Linked DNA regions of Triticum aestivum: region 1 is linked to region 2. Evidence: chromatin contacts called from public Hi-C data. All regions are on one chromosome and are shown on one strand. The core of a region is the stretch at or near the end of the contact, and the rest is flanking DNA. Distances in the headings are between cores, read along the strand shown. Region 1 holds the start of LOC123155547 (EIN3-binding F-box protein 1). Region 2 has its middle 550 kb from the start of LOC123155547.

The links. Hi-C and Micro-C count contacts between places; a contact is called where the count stands out from the background.
Region 1: a contact with region 2 is called in a Hi-C map of leaf, with 4 times the contacts expected there. The contact joins the promoter of LOC123155547 here to the enhancer-like site in region 2. A contact is called at or near these places in 3 of 5 Hi-C or Micro-C datasets (all in leaf).

What each region holds. Positions count from the first base shown.
Region 1 is chr7B:515,675,317-515,678,216 of IWGSC CS RefSeq v2.1, forward strand. LOC123155547 (EIN3-binding F-box protein 1) reads left to right here and starts at 1,618. Exons shown (of 2, transcript XM_044573701.1): 1 at 1,618-1,863; 2 at 1,982-2,900. The coding sequence starts at 1,839.
Region 2 is chr7B:515,127,184-515,129,902 of IWGSC CS RefSeq v2.1, forward strand. No RefSeq gene overlaps it. Among protein-coding and RNA genes, the nearest start is that of LOC123155547, 550 kb to the right of the region's middle. Within about 2 kb of position 1,383, at least 5 of the 8 cell types and tissues checked have an H3K27ac peak or open chromatin away from gene starts, as enhancers often do. A contact at or near this core is called in leaf, where this site is marked.

The DNA.
Region 1 (2,900 bases), core at 368-2,867, 550 kb after region 2:
AAATCTAGTAGAAGTTTTTTTTTCTATGATGGTATTGTTTATCCTTTTATTAAAGGAATGGACAGTAGCAAAATGAAGGATTTTTTTCTTTGGATTGGGTTTCATAGGAAGAACAATGAATTCTACAATCCACTTCAAACCTCTTTTTAGGACCTCCCTGATTCGCAGAATTGTGACGGGAATAGAAAAAAACACATGAATGAAATGTCACACCTCATATGAATCCTAAAACATTCATGTGCTGTTTGGTTGCTTCCCAGCGAAAACAAAGGATTTTTTTCAAAAGATTAGAGTGGATACTAGATTCATATGAAATGTAGTACAAATGATTGATTGGGAAAAATCTCTATAATTTAATCCTACGATCAACATAGGCAAAAATTACTATGGATTCTAATCATCTGAAAATCCTATGGAGTTATTTGAATTACAACTTACATTCCTATGCACAAATAACAAGACAAAGGCCATAAGTAGCATAATATCGACGCCATCTTATATTTGGATATGATTTAACCTTAATTTGACTATGTATTTTAGGACTAATGCGATTTTCCTATCTCTACGAATCAAACACTCAATTCTACAGATTCTTGTGTTTTTACAATCCTTTATGTTGCATGTGCAGTCCTATCATATTCCTGTGTTTTATCTTATTCCTTTAATTTTGAATTTTTGTGAATCTAGGAGGCCCTTAAATAGAGACATGAATGTATATATAATGGGCCTCAAGTGGCATTTTTATGTCATCGAGACACCTTCACCCATGGTTCGTCTATAATCATGTCTTCATGAGAATTTTTTTTCCAGTTTGAATGACGAAAATTGGAGGGAAACCCCTTAATTTTTCTGAAAATGCAGGATGATGTTGGGGTTCAGGAACATGTTAAAACAATCATCTCTTGCCCCTTTTTGTGGAATATCTTCCTTATTAATTTGCGCTTCATCGTGGTTTATTTCACCGGACCTCGCAGTAAAAGATTCCTTAAAGCCTTTGGCATGTCATTGTGGTCTATTCAATCCGACCTTGATCTAAAGATTCCAAAAGAATTACAAAAGGTAATGCCTAATGAGCTAAATATATATAAAAAACCAGTTTTTTGAGTCGAAAACAAATGAATATTTTCCAAACATGGCCACTTGCTCATTATAGAAGGTATACAATTATAAGAGTAAAAAGTATCCGATCTTTTTTAAAGGTGAAGGCAAAAGTTTTGGCTCATCGATCAATTGAGAATCCACGCGCCAGATAAAATCCTTCTATTTTTGTTTGTTTTGTCCATAGTTTTTTTCCTGTCGGGATTGTTTTTCATAATTTGCATGCTTGCTTCCCCATGTAATCTTTCAAATCATGGAAACCGCAAATCCATCTAGACTAGCAGCCTGGTTCATTTTTCAAAAGCATTTGAAATGAAAAGGCCCCCAAATCTCCAAATCAGCAGCCAGAGAGGAAAAAAAAAAGAAATACCCCACCCCTGTGCGGACGCGCCAGAGGTGCATGCATGCAGGCGCATCCCAGCACATCACAGCGGCGGTACAGTGTACACCCCCCCTTGACCCTCCCCTCCCCGATGATGAGATTCATTGAATCCCGGCAAATCTTCATCACAAGTTGGGCGAGCAACTGGACCGGATTCCCCGCCGCTCCATCCACATAAGAACCACCACCGCACCCCAAACCCACCACCGCACCCCACCCCACCCCATTCCTCCCCCGCTCCTCCTCCCCCTTCCCCAATTTTTTCCCTTCGTCAGGGTTCGTTCGCTCGTTCGCAGCGCCGCCCGATTGATTGATTGATTGATTGTGGTCGCAGCAGCTCCTCGATCTCTTCCTCGCCATGCCTCCGTTCCACGATTGCCGCGGTAAGTAAGGGCCCCGAATTGAATTGAGATCGAGCGCTTGTTTGTGCGGTGCTTCGCCGGAGATCTGGAGGATTTTTCTGGTGCGTTGTGCTGATTTTGTGTGTGTTTGTTTGTGTAGATGGCGGTCTGCTTGTCCTGGACCCGGCAGCGGCTATGTTCGGCGGCGTGCGGCAGCGGAAGCGCGCGCGCGTCACGGCCGTGCCCCCCTGCGTCTTCGCCGCCGCGGCGGAGGAGGCGCTCAGGGCGGTGCCGGCGGCCAAGAGGCAGAGGCTGAGGGAGGCGCCGACCCTCGACGCGCTCCCGGACGGGTGCCTCTTCGAGATCCTGCGCCGCGTGCAGGGCGCCCGCGCGCGGGGCGCCTCCTCCTGCGTCTCCCGCCGCTGGCTCGCGCTGCTCGGCGGCATCCGCGCCTCCGAGATCAAGCGGGTCCAGGCCCCGGCCGTGCCGGACCTCAACCAGGTCTTCGTCTGCGAGGACGAGGACGAGGCCGAGGCCGCGCGCCTGGGCCGCTCCGAGAGGACCCTCGAGGGCGAGGGCGCCACGGACGTCGCCCTCACCGCGGCGGCCGTCGCCGACGGCCTCCGCGGCAGCCTGGAGAGCGTCGTTGTCCGGGGGAGCCACCCGACGCGCGGCGTCACCGACAGCGGCCTCTCCGCGGTCGCCCGTGGGTGCCCGTCGCTCCGCTCGCTTGCCCTGTGGGATGTGCCGCAGGTGACGGACGCGGGGCTCGCTGAGATCGCCGCCGGGTGCCCCTCGCTGGAGAAGCTCGACATCACCGGCTGCCCGCTGGTCACCGACAAGGGCCTCGTCGCCGTCGCTCAGGGGTGCCCGGATTTGAAGACGCTGACCATTGAAGCATGCTCTGGTGTTGCCAATGAAGGCCTCAAGGCTATCGGCAGGTGCTGCTCCAAGCTGCAGGCGGTGAACATCAAGAACTGTGCATATGTTGGTGACCAGGGCGTGTCTGGTCTCATCTGTTCCGCGACAGCCTCGCTTGCCAAGGTCTGCCTTCAGGGTTTGAGCATCACTGATGCTTC
Region 2 (2,719 bases), core at 133-2,632:
TTGTTTGGGAACAGGTGGCTCTTCGGCTTATTCGTGTTTTACACGTCCCTACTTCCCAACAATTTGCAGATATCATGACCAAGGGCTTGCCTACGGCGTCATTTGAGGAGTTCCGGTCCAGTCTTTGCGTCAGCCTTGGTGCCGCTTCGACTGCGGGGGGTGTTGAGTATGATATTCGTGCATGTATATTGTCTTTTGTACATTAGGCCCACCTCTCTAGTTTGTTGTATAGATTGAAGTAGAGGCCCCACCTTATACTTATATATACCGTGCACATTGCACCGAATCAACATATCGTGCAATTCATACATCTTCATGGTCTATTGCTGGGTTTCCTTTCTGTAAAGATGTGTGAAGATCGAAATGCATTTACACAAAGCTACTGAGGATTATCCGTTGCAATTGACAGAGAACAATCGATAAGCTCGAGGTCGGGCGGTGCAGCTCCGCGCGCGGCAGCGGCCAGGCAAGTCATACGTCAACCGACCCATATATCGCTCCGTTATACATTGACGGACGTGGACGTGCTGCCAATCAATCTCGCGTGCGCTTTTACCCATCGTGGTCGTCGTGGAAGAGACGCATGCACGTAGCTACGTGGTGCACCGGCGTACACACACACACACACGCTGGCTCGAGCGAAAGCGTACGCGCGAGCGAGACGTCCGCCATTGTTCAATGAACCGGCCGGATGCACTTTGCAGACAGGCTTTGACGTGCACGTTTCTCTGTTCAACTGATGACTACTGGCCAATCAATGCAAATGCGGGTGCATGCAGGCCGGGTACAGATTTCAGTCGTTATCGGTGCCTGCTGCGTGCGAGACAGCTCGGTGGATTACCGATCGGAACACTCTTTTGGTGGTGTGGATTTTTCAACAGAAAGCTTCTAATTGGTCACCAAGGAGCATGTGGTTGTCGAGCTATGCTTGGAACCGTGCGTGGCCATGCACGACCAGGAAACTTCTATCTATAAACCTATCGCGTGCAAGAAGAAAATTCTTAGCGTGTGCGGAACGCGGTGGATGTGCGTTTCTGAACTGTCTCCAAACTGCGGAAACCGAGAGAAGACCAGTGATCAGTATTGGTGGACCTTGTCAAGGTGCTGCCGTGCTAGGGATGTTAGTCTGAGGAGTAGTCTGAGTACGTAATAAAGCTTTTTTTTAATCACAGTGAAAAAATCATCTGTGAAGGGAGGGAGAAGGAACATGAGGACGTGTTTCGACAAGTAAAAGTTCATCGGAGGCGGCATGCATGCATGCGTCTCGGCGCGCGGCCGGCCGGCAGCCAACTACCAAGGCCGGTACGTGCACGGCTGCACCATCCCTCCACGCAAGCAACACGTAGGCAGTGACGTGACCACCGCGCAACCCAGGCCAGGTTTAATACCGGCGTGCCGAAAGCAAAGCACCGCGCGCCGGACGTGGACTGCAACAGCAACACAGCCCTTACATGATGCACCTGCGCCTGTATGTACGTACACGACGCTCCATGGCGGCATCCAATGGCGCCACTTGCGTGCTCGCGCGCGTGGGATCGGCACGCGCGATTCGGACGGGTAGGGGTCATCGTCGCGCTGTTCGGGATGGGGCCGGCCGGGTGCGCTGCATTTGGCAGCAGATGGAGGCGAGCTGTCACATTCCTTCGGTTGTGATCGCGTGACGGAGGCCGAGCCTGGCAGCGCAATGAAAACACACACGAGACACGAAACTGGCCGGCATTGTCTCAAAAAAAAAAAAAACTGGCCTCCACCAAAGAGCGAAGCAGGTTCTCTGTACGCCCGCCCGGCAGGATTGGAGATATCGTGTACGTTCGTCCGTGCATGAAGAAATCACTCAATGGTTTTAGGCATCTCCAACACTAACCCGCAAAGTGGACACCGCATCCATCGCGGAAAGGAGAAGATCAGTTCCTAGACATGTATGTGTGAGGCGGCCATTTTAAATTGACCGCATACATTTCAAGCCGAGTTTGAACAAACCAGACGGATTACAAGAAAACCGGATGATATTCATATAAATCAGACGAGATTCATTACGTTTCAGATAGTTTTCATAAAAAAAGGACCGGGCCTAAACCTAGCCTACGACGATGCCTGTCATCCAAGTCATTGGTGTTTCCTTCCGTCGATCACCGGGCTTATCTCGACGACTCCATGAGTGGTGGCAATAAGACCCACGAACTGAAGGTGCATTCGCCGACGAGGAAGAGTAGAATATGGGAGACGAACCAGCCCGCATGGGACACAATGCCTCGCCGCCTCCCATTCCCTACTCATTTTCGTCGGAGTCCGCGACTTATCCGTCGCCGATGGACGTAAGGTCCATGATGAAAGTGGAGGGGCCGGCGGTCTCGTCATCCCACCGGCGCGGCCGAAAAGTCTTTGGTGGCGCGTAGGACTCGCAGCTCGTGACGTTCTCATCAGCTCGTGACGTTCTCATCCGTGATCTCCTATGTAGCCAGCGCTGCCACGGCGTCCATTTGCGCCGCCTGTGCAATGTGAGCGGCGGCTTGCGGCCTCGTAGAGCGCCTGCTGCTCGGCGACGAAGTTGGGGTTAGTCGTGGTAATGGCCGCCACACTTCCTCGCTCGCGCACTCACCGTAGATCTCGCCCTCCCCTAGCCAGTGCTACTCGAGGAGGAAGAGGATGTTTCGCTGCTTCTACTGCGCTTGCCGGAACGTTGAGATAGGTGTCGGTGCTGGGCGTAGGCTACTCCTTC